Regions from separate parts of the Mus musculus genome. Here region 2 is linked to region 1. A link is a contact called in public Hi-C data. All regions are on one chromosome and are shown on one strand. The core of a region is the stretch at or near the end of the contact, and the rest is flanking DNA. Distances in the headings are between cores, read along the strand shown. Region 1 overlaps Nav2 (neuron navigator 2). Region 2 overlaps Nav2 (neuron navigator 2).

Region 1 (5,455 bases), core at 943-3,442:
TGTTCCCTCATCCTGTGCATGGCTGTTCCTGACAGTCACTGCCCTGCCAAATGGTATAGCTGTGACTTTTCAGATCTAGGACAAAGTTAACTCTGTTGGTGGAGTTCTTTCAGGTCCTTCTTCCCATTGGAACTGCCCATCCCTCCTCTGTGGTCCTCACTAATTCCTCTACCTGCCAATGTAGACAGTGTTGACACCATCACCTCTGGGTGATACAGTCCCTCTGAACAAATTCTCTATCTTACCCAAGTGTACACTCAAGTGCCCGACTTGCCATTAGCGAGGTTAGACAGAACCAGAGAGTCCAGAGTGGAGAGGCTGAAGGACACTTAAAGATCACCCCATTTTATTTCCTAATTTTCTGGAGGAATCTGGACCCCTTGTATAGGAGTCCTTTCATGGTATCATAAAAAGGTACTAGAGATAAACTCAAGTACAGGGAGGCTGGAAGTGCTGGGCCAGATAGCATCCAGGGTGGCCAGGTAGGATGCATCAAATCCACACAACCATGAGGTCTGCAGCCTCACCATGTGCTGGGCACCCAGAACCCAGGCATTTCACAGGGGCTAGAAAGCAAGGCTGGAGAGTAAGCCTGTGTCTTATGTCTCTCCGGACCTACTGCTGTTTTGAGCACAGTCTGTGTTTTGAGAAGAGTCTGGGGATGACGGAATGATTGACTGAAGACTCACTTGATAGCTCTGGTGTAGGGGCTCTGTTTTGGCTTATTGGAGGCTGACAGATCTCCCCAGAGCAGGGCAGCATACTTCTCAGCCAATCTCAGAGTTGCTAGGTACCCCTGGTATTTATTTGCTCAATTCCACACCTCAGGCCTCAAGGCTCCTTCACGACCCTCCCCCGCCATCACTTCAAGGAAGCAGATAAGGCTTGAAGTTGTGCAATCTCAGGGTGACCTCTGACCCCACTTTGAAGGGCCCCTGTGTGGCCAGGCCTCCCTCCCCCCACTGGCCAGGAGTGAAACTCCTAGCTCCGACCTAGCTAAAGGTCAGGGCTGATGACCTTCGGGAAGTGGCTTAAGGACTTAGTTTAGCTTTCTCTGCCCACTCAAGTGAACCAGAGGTTCATGTAGGGCAAAGGTAACTGGCTGAAGGAAGAACTATGAGCCCTGACATGGCAGTGTGGGCCCAGAAGCCTGGGAAGCTCTCGCTGAAGCATGTAGGGTTGCCAATTTACAACTGACAGCAGCCCAAGCATGGCTTGTTCCGAACAATTTTCAGAATTATTGCTTGGAAAGGAATTGCCGTCTTGGAGTCCTCTGGAGTTGTGTTGGGTTGCTGGGCTCTGTTTTCTGTGGCTACGGTTTAAAAGGGGAGAGGATGGGGTGGCTGTTGATTAGGTATTCACTACAGATCTGCCTTTTCACTCTTGGCCAGATCTGGTTCTCAGGGATGAGGATTGGAGGTTTAAGAAGCAGCCTCTCTTCCAGAGGGATGCTTATGGTCAACGCTTCCTGGAAACTGTTGGGGGACAAGCCCAGCCCAGCATAGCCCTGTGAGCCTTGGCTGTAGGGAATGCACGGACTTCTCGCCCAAAGAGTTTGTGGCTGAGCAGCTAAGCACTCACAGTGGAGAGGAAGTAGAAACGAGTGCCTGGTGGAGGTGTGGGAAGCCTCCCCTGGGACGAAGCAGTCGGTAGGTAAGCTAGTTACATTTCTCTCCAGCACCCTTTCCTTCCAGGAGGTAGACAACACACATATGCATGCACACATGCAGACACATGCACATGCATACTCATACACACACTCGGGCACCCACACATGCATACACACACACACACACACACACACACACACACACACACACACACACACACACACACACAAGTGTACACAACCTGCTCTTAGGGTTTTTTTTCTTCCCCAGCCCAGGAGAGGGTGCTACAGATAGAGCTGGCACCTGGGTCTGAGCCTCAGGACACAAGCTGAAGATAAACAAGAAGAAAGAGACATGGTCTCAGACAGGGGGACTTCCTGTATGGAAATCAAGAGAGATGACCCACCCTGGAAATCCCAGAACCAAGTCTGTTGTTCAGCAAAGGCTACCTCTCGGGTGCAGCTGCTGCCTGCCTTTCGCTTGCCCATCGGCCCCTGAAATGGGGCTGGTCATTGTTAGCACTGCTGGCTTGGCCTGGGCCTTTTTAGGCAGTCCTCAGTTCCCACATCAGAGCTAGAGAATAGCTCCCCAGAGTCAGCTCAGCCTTCACTGCAGCCTGTCCCTCCCCACAACTTCCTCCTGGTCATGTTCCAGTGAACATGAACACCAAGAACTCACCACAGCCCACTTTTGTGTTTGCCAAGGCCTTGTCAGGTCAGCTACCCTGGCAACTATTCTTTTTTCTTTTTCTTTCTTTTTTTTTAAAATGTTTTCATGTGTGCATGCTATGTGGATGTGTATGCACATTTGGAGCAGCATATGGAGGTCAGAGAGCAACCTTGGGTGCTGGATAGAGGTCTTCCACCTTGCTTTATATAGGGTCTTTTGTTTGCTGCTGGGTTTGCCAGGCTAGCTGGCCTGTGGGTCTCTGGGGAGTTCTCCTATCCCCACCTGCCATCTTGACAAAGGAATGCTACCCAACATTTTTAAGAATGAAAAAATTACATTTTATGGGTTGAGTATGGTGGTGTATACCTTTAATGCTAGCACTTAGGAGACAAGGGCCAGCCTTGTCTACAAAAGTTCCATGCTAGCCAGGGCTAAGTACTCAGACTCCATCTCCACAAAAATGTTCTGCAGGGAGAGAAAGCAGCTATCAACAGTTAAACATGGGCCAACAAGATGGCTCAGGGAGTAAATGCACTTGCTACCATGTACACAGTACATTCATTCATTAATTAATTTAAAAATTTTTGAAAAAAAAAATCAATTGAAGGCTGGAGGATGGCCTGGTGGTTAAGAGTACTGGCTGTTTTTCCAGAGGACCCGAGTTCAGATCCCAAGCACACATGTGGTGGCTCCTGTGGGTGCCACCTGTAACCCCAGTTTTGGAGGCTCTGGTGCTCTCTTCTGTCCTCCACAGGTACTAGGCACGCATATGCTCCAAGTTACATACATACAGGCCAACAGTCATACACATAAGATTAAAATAAACAAATATTCAAAAAAGTTGAGTGCCTTTCTCAGAGTCACACAGCTACAAAGAGAGCCCTCCTGTGTTCCTAATTCATCTGGCTGCAGGGCCTTCCTCTTAGCCCCTGAAGTTCTGACTCTGTTCAGCACACACCACTGTCATCACATAGACCAAGGGTCCATACATAAACAACCCAGACCACAAATGTGGTCAGCTGCACGGTTTGGGACAAGTAAGAACTGCCACCCTGTCTGGTGGCTTTGCCATCATGGTCTTTAATGATTGACGCTCATAGAGAAACTCCATCAGAGGGTCAAGATTCATCCTCTGGCCTTGCAATACCACCTATCCTAGCCCTGTGACCTGGGGCAAGCCCTGGCCTCGAGGTGGCTCAGTCTCCTCTGTCTCAGGAGCAAGGCCATTCTCAGCTCTCCATCTGTTCTAAAAAGCCGGGAAGACCACGTGCCAGAGTCTTAGAAACCATGAACTCTTAACGCTAGTTCCTCAAAGGTGGCTGGAGGAAGAAGCTAAGCCTGCCCAACAGCTCACCATGTGTCTTAACTGTGCAGGACTTCAGGTAGCCTTTACTGGGGGTGAGGGTTCTGGGGCTTCATGAAAGAAATGGGGAATGGGGTTCAGAGGCCATCTTACCTATGGGTCACATTCCTATCACCCTGTGTCCTCCCTAGGAAATGCCTGGAATTAAAGATAGCACCAAACCCATACCCGCTACATTTTCCCTATAACATATGTTGATGATGAAGTTAAATTTATACATGGCCACAGTTAAAAAAAAAAAAACAGCAGTGGTCAATAATAGGAGAGAAGAATTCTAGCAGACTGAAGCAAAAGTCCTTTTATGTGACTGTGTGCCCTTTCTCAAAATGTAGAATTCTTCATGTAATACCTTCAGAGCATAGTTGATGCTGGTAATTGATTGTTTTCCCATACAGGGTCTTGTTAGGGAGCCCTGGCTGACCTGGTAATTTACTATTGAAGTGCAGGCTATCCTTCTGCCTTGCATTCGTGAATGCCAGAATCATATAGACATGCCCCACCAGAACCAGAGGACAGGACGGTGGGCAGATGAAACTGCAGAAGGCAGGTCTGTGGGTAAGGCACAGCTACTCTGCTTTTCAAATATATTTGACCTTAGGACTCTCGGGGTAGAGATTTTAAGGGGCCGCTGTAGAAAACACCTCAGGATGTATTCTCTCCAGGGCAGAACCTGGCACATATTTTCCCAGATTGTTCCCCACTTCAGAGCAACCACCAGATGCCGTCTGCATCACCCTTTCATTTTCCTACTATCATTTGGGTCTGCAACAGACATCAGCCTGCACTTTTACTATTATGGCTTTTAATTCAGGGCTCGAAGAATGCAAGTAGAGAAAGAGACCATAGTACTCCATCAGAACCATGACAGCAGACCTTTGGTGGCCGCCCTCCCCCTGGTCCTGTGTCTTACACACAATCTGGTTTGTATCTTCAGGCTCCTACAGAGTCATGCCAAAAGCCAATCACTCACAATGTGTGGCCTGTGTTAACACCAAGCAAACTGCCAGTCTGCACATAGCCCAGAAACAGTCAGAGTTTCAGTGCAGCTCTGTGTGACTTTAGCCTGGAGCCTAGCATAGGTGTCTATCTGCACAATGTCCATCCTGTGGAGGGCACTCAGGACTAGTCTACCTCAGGACAGCCAGAGTAAGCTTCTCAGAATAAGACTTCAAACAGTAGTACCAATACCAGCCTTTTATCACCAGTGTGAGCTCCTAGACACCACTCTATACCTACTGAATGAGAAACCTGGTGGCTCACAGCAATTTGTTTGAAGGAGTCTAGCAACTGATTTTAGCCCTTCTCCAGGATGGAGAGATGACTTAGCGATTAATTGCAGTTGCTGTTCTTACAAAGGACCTGTGTTCAGTTCTCAGCACCAACATGGGATGGTTTAAAACTTCAAAGCTGCCTGTAACTTTCTCTGTCTGTCTGTCTGTCTGTCTGTCTCTCTCTCTCTCTCTGTCTGTCTTTCTCCCTCCCTCCCTCCCTCCCTCCCTCCCTCCCTCCCTCCCTCCCTCCCTCCCTCCCTCCCTCACTCCCTCTCTCCCTCTCTCCCTCTCCTCCCTTCCTCTGCATCTACCACTTTCTGTTGGCCAAGCTAATCCGATTCTACTTAATTCAAGCGGAGCAGGCAAATGGCACAGAGTTTAAGAAGGCAAAGAACCCTTTCCTGTGGAATGGCCAGGGAAAGGAAGCCCTGCTTCCTGTGTTTTCCATCCCTTCCTCCTTAGAGGCAGAACTCGGGAAACACAGCCTGCCCTTCTGATGTGCCTCCATGCCTCCGCCTTCTCAAGGAAATACTTGCCAGACT
Region 2 (5,455 bases), core at 2,037-4,536, 130 kb before region 1:
ACAAGAAGCTGTCTGTCCTCAAACCGCACTATGAGGTGGGACTCGCCACCATAACAAAAGTCACATATCTAAAGGGTATGTTCACACAGAACAGTGTACAGCACCACAGGTTCGTTTGCAAACATCTTTATCAAAGCACAAAGAAAGTCCACAGCCCCTTGAAATCCCTCTCTGCTCCCTGACCCAGCCTCAGCAAGGTCGTGACCCAGCCTCAGCAAGGTCGTGACCCAGCCTCAGCAAGGTCGTGACCCAGCCTCAGCAAGGTCGTGACCCAGCCTCAGCAAGGTCGTGACCCAGCCTCAGCAAGGTCGTGACCCAGCCTCAGCAAGGTCGTGACCCAGCCTCAGCAAGGTCGTGACCCAGCCTCAGCAAGGTCGTGACCCAGCCTCAGCGAAGTCATGTTCTGTCTCCAGGGACTCACCTCTTCTGGGCATTTCATAAAACATGAGCCTAAAAAAACCAAGTTTTCATCTTTGCACTTATTCATCCATGCCTGCATTCAGTACACAATTACTAAACATTTACTCTCAGCACTAGACGACTCTGGATGCTGGGACTCTCAACGCTGAGTGTGAGGGTGTCATCAATAAAGTTCACCCTTGAGAACTGCACAGAGAAGTTTCAACCCCCACTCCCAAACCACACAGTGTCTTACATACATTTATGATTTTGGCTGGCCTCTTCCATTAGCTGTCATGGGCTGGAGGCTGGATCCAGATGTTAATCAAATAATTGCCCAGCTAGAAAGCCAAGTTGCAAGTGTAGTCCCTGGAACTGGAGTTGGAGTTACAAATGATTATGAGCCACCATGTTGGTGCTGGGAACCAAACTCGGGTTTTCTCTAAGAGCAACAAGTGCCCTTAACCACTGAGCCAAATCTCTAGTGCCATTAAAAGCCATTTCAAATGACAGACTTCAGAGGCACACTTTCTAACTGCCCACCAAACTATTAGCTGGAGCTGTGCTGGTCAACACTGGAAGCGCCAGCCCTACATGGTCATTGAAGAAATTAACACATTGTGAATTTATACAGTAGTTGCCATCTGAAGACTTGAGTTCAATTCCTGGGACCTGCATGATGGAAGGAGGGAACTGACTCCTGCAAGTTTGACCTCTGACCTCCACATGTGTGCTGTAGCATGCATACACCCCTGACCCTCACATACCACATCCTGAAACACACAAATAAATAAATGCAATTAAAAGAATAATGAGCCGGGCATGGTGGCGCACGCCTTTAATCCCAGCACTCGGGAGGCAGAGGCAGGCGGATTTCTGAGTTCGAGGCCAGCCTGGTCTACAGAGTGAGTTCCAGGATAGCCAGGGCTATAAAGAGAAACCCTGTCTCGAAAAACCAAAAAAAAAGAAAAAAAAAAGATTAATGATTAAAAAAAAACAACCCAGCTTCTTGGGGCTGGAAAAATGGCTCAGTGGCAAAGAGTGCTTATTCTAAAAGCCTGAGGATCTGAGTTCAAATCCCTAGAGCTCACGTAAAAAGTTGGGCATGGCTACACCTGCACCTGCAGTCCCAGCACTGGGATAGGGGAGCCAGAGTCATAAGAGACTGGAGGATTTGCTGGCTACCAGCCTAGCTCTAGGTTCAGTGAAAAGCTGCTCTAACAGCATAAGGCAGAGGGAGACAGAGCCACGGCCGACACCCTTTTCTGTCTTCCACACGTGTGCACACCCCATGCAATCTCTTACCCTATTTCAGGGACAGCTGGTGGCAAGTATGTCAGACCATGTGCACCTCTGCCAAAAGTTCTGCTTGGCAGGGCTAGCAGAGGGCACAGGGGCATCTGCAGATTCCAGACACTGGCTGTCTGAGAGCACTGCTTTTCCAGGGTAACACCGCTCCCTCCTGGTACCGAAGAGCACATGCACAGATGGAGAAGGGGCACAAGGCAGGTTTCAAGACAAGGAGGGAGGGGTGAGCTGCGAGTTTCCGTGCTGCCCCAGCCTCACCACAGGCCCCGAAGCTCTCTGCTTAGCTAAGCCATTCAAAAAGCAAGTGTGCCAAAGCGCCTGGAGACACTTCAAGGAAGCTGGCCTGCACCTTGGCTGTTTGATGGGTTTTGGACACTTCAAGGAAGCTGGCCTGCACCTTGGCTGTTTGATGGGTTTCATGCCAGAAGGTGATCCAGGGCCTCTCTAATAAGACCAAACTGTTCTGATCAGTGTACAGTAAGCAGCGGACATCTCTGTTGCCTGTTGAACAACACACCGAGGCCAGAGCCTCTCAGTAGAGACCCCAGGTTCAGGCTGCTCCCACCCCTTTCCATGCACAGGGTAATCAGTTTATCTCTGGTGCCTTTCATCTACTCAAATCCGGTCACCAACTCCCAGGAACAACCCAGAAGGGCTTTCCAAATTGTGGGTCTGGGCTTGTTAGGATGATCAGAGGACCGGCATTTGGGAGTGATGAGAAAAATCAGAGGAAAAATAAATAAATAAAATTACACTTGAAGAAAGATCATCTGCTAACCAAAGAACCCTTTGTTCTAAAGCAAGGCAGAACAATTATCACCTGTAACCATTCTTAGTGAAGTCCTTCTAACTTAAAACTCCACAGAAAGCATCTTCTTTACACATCTGTTTTAGCTATTTCACACACGCGCGCGCACACACACACACACACACACACACACACACACACACATGCACACACAGCGAATTGGGGGAGGGGGAGAGTAGAGGGAGGGGAAGAGGATGAACCAAATACATGTGCCTCTCTTGCTTGCTTTTCTCAATCAATATTTTCATCTCAAATTCCCCCTTCATGGCAAACTGTTATTGGGAGATTTCAACAATCAATAAATTGCATTTCTGAGATTCCACAAGCAAAATTATCGAGTGGTGGCAGGAGTCCATTTGCCAGGAATGTCCTCTGGGGACAGGCCATTCTGTTTCTAGATCCCTATTTTATTTCTAAAGTTTTTTTTTTTAATTATATATTGGCATATAGGTATGTGCCTGGGATAACAATCCCCTGGAAGGTGGAGTAGTTTCAGAAGTTAGAAGCTGCCTGACATGGGTACGGGATTTGAACTTTGGTCTCTTGAAAGAGCAGCATTAGCTCTTAACTGCTAAGCCATCTCTCTAGCCTCTACACCCCTGCTCTTAAAAATATCCTTTACTCTGGTTTAGTCAGGATGGCTGAGGCAGAGCCTGAAAGTCTGAGACAGCTTCAGATTTTGGGCCAAAGGCAAGAAGATGAGAGTAAAGGCCTGGGGTTTTCAGCTTAGCTGCTGTGGTTTCTTTGCCCCTCCCCCCACCCTGGTTCCCTTTTGACTCCTGTGCACTTGATTTTTACTGATTTGAGCAAATATATGCTCAGAGCTGGTTCTCTTCTCGTGTTCATTGCAAGGCAAAGGTACTTGAAGTTCAGAGTGTTTGATGTCGCAAAATCATGCTGCCTTTATGTAGAGATGCTGGGACCCATCCCTAGGGGGTTGTGAAACCAAGACGGATGATCACCTGCCAGCTACTATGTGAGAGACAGCAGGGATATGGGGGATATGGAGGCCAAGGATCATGTCTGCCAAACAGGCAGAAGCAGAGTGCCACTTTCAGCACACGCCTCTGTGTCTTCTCATTGGCTGAGGCTTCTACCATGCAGCAGCCTATGGGTCTATGGTCACACCTCTGTGCCTTCTCATTGGCTGATGCTTCTGCCATGCAGCAGCCTATGGTCACGCCTCTGTGCCTTCTCATTGGCTGATGCTTCTGCCATGCAGCAGCCTATGGGTCAATGGTAGTAACCGAGGACACTCTGGCCTCTTAGTTCTGCCTCTCTCCCAGAGTTGTTGGAAATCCTGCATTAGGAGCTGAGCGCATTCATCTTGACAAGTGAAATCAGTGCCTACTGACTTGTGTCTGGCTTATTTGTTGTGTTGGATTAGGAAGATAGTTCCCAGTCTTCACTCTCTCGGTCGCACGCCCTCCTCCTCAGCATGGCTCAGAAGCTACCCTCATCAATGTGGGCAAGCCAGCATAAGAAGACAAGCCATGATGTCCCTTTCAGAGGTTAGGTCCCAGTGGGCCTTATACATCCCAACCATTTATCCCAGAACTCATCTGAACACCATAAAAACAGTCAGAAAGGAGCCGCTGGCAGAAAGATCATGCAGGGATCACCGGGTCATCTTGGCAATGGCTGTTCTAGATGACCCCAGACACATTTTCACACACATGGGACACCTCCGTAGAAATATCTGGCCAACCCGAAAGCTCGTGGGAAATAGCACACAGCTATTATGTGAAAATATCACTTTTCAGGGCTTGTGACTAACAAGCGTGTTCTGCCAAGCTCAAGGCTGAGACGTCCAGAGGGAAGCTAGCTCCCACAAGTCCCCTGTAACTTCTGAGGCTGTGAAGGTGTTTGCAGAAAGAAAACACACTTCTGTTGGAGGAACGGAGATGAAATGTCTTGGATTTGACTACGGGATCAATGGGATAACATGGGTGAGAATTCCCGTCCTAGGATACATGTTTAGTGTGGACAAGCCACTCCCACCCCTGCTGCCCATATGCCCTTGGTTTGATTGTGGAGCAGATGGACTTAACACAATACAAAGCCATCCTGGCCCATAAGAAAGCCTGTGTCTGAGCCCAGCATGCCTAACACATGATTGACAGACAGAATAAGGTCATCACCAGGGCTAGAAACCTTCAAAGCAGAGACAGGTTTCTTCGATATAAGGCCTAAAATGACTTGCTCTCACAGCAGGCTGGGTTTTGCTTGATGAGTGGTGCCCCCTACAGGAAGCATGCGAAACAGGCCTTTGAGTACTCTGCGGCCATAAGGAGGACTGCAGAGCAAGACTTAACCAGTTCACAACTTAGCTGAACTTGTGAGAGACATCATCCCAAGTACACGGGGAGGGGGAGTGGGGAGAGTCAATGCAAATGTCACCGAGGGTACCTTTGCACGCTTTTCTTCCCTCCCAACTGTCCTTCCTTCCTTGAAACAGAACCGAGTTCTAGAGTGTAAGTAACGCCGCTGAGGATAGAGTACATTTGGGATGGATGGATGGATGGATGGATGGATGGATGGATGCCTTTACAGGAGGTGGGGCTTAAGGAAAGGTCACATATTATGGGGTTTACCAGTAACTTTATCCAAATCACAGAAGCACTTCCAGAACCTGCATAAATCACAGTCTCCCTCCTTTATCTGAGAAAATCAGTTCAGAGGTTTACAAACATCACCAAGGCTGTCTGCTGAAACCTAACATGTGGCAGCCAGAACAGGGCTGATCTGACTGCCTGAACACCTCTGGGGGCCAGAGACCTCCCCTCCCAAAAGATTTATCCATCCAGCTGGGAGAAAACAGAAACAAAAGCCCTTTATATTTATTTTTTAATGGGGATCCAAGAGTTGTTTCTCTGTTTTATTAACTTGTGTGTGTGTGTGTTTGTTCTTTTCAATGCCCATGTTCTAAAACATCCCAAC

The links. A called contact is a pair of places that touch in the nucleus more often than the background predicts.
Region 2: a contact with region 1 is called in a Hi-C map of bone marrow-derived macrophages, with 2.7 times the contacts expected there. The contact joins two enhancer-like sites. A contact is called at or near these places in 21 of 484 Hi-C or Micro-C datasets (CD4 T cells, the G1E-ER4 cell line, the HL-1 cell line and 13 more), 6 of 115 datasets of contacts at active chromatin or transcription factors (craniofacial prominence, embryonic stem cells and fibro-adipogenic progenitors) and 2 of 9 other capture datasets (adipose tissue and embryonic stem cells).

Annotation. Positions count from the first base shown.
Region 1 is chr7:49,294,113-49,299,567 of GRCm38.p6, reverse strand. All of the region lies in intron 1 of Nav2 (neuron navigator 2), which reads right to left. Among named protein-coding and RNA genes, the nearest start is that of Nav2, 51 kb to the right of the region's middle. Within about 2 kb of position 2,192, at least 52 of the 459 cell types and tissues checked have an H3K27ac peak or open chromatin away from gene starts, as enhancers often do. A contact at or near this core is called in bone marrow-derived macrophages, where this site is marked.
Region 2 is chr7:49,427,327-49,432,781 of GRCm38.p6, reverse strand. The region is part of intron 6 of Nav2 (neuron navigator 2); the gene reads right to left. Among named protein-coding and RNA genes, the nearest start is that of Gm51447, 8.3 kb to the left of the region's middle. Within about 2 kb of position 3,286, at least 41 of the 459 cell types and tissues checked have an H3K27ac peak or open chromatin away from gene starts, as enhancers often do. A contact at or near this core is called in bone marrow-derived macrophages, where this site is marked.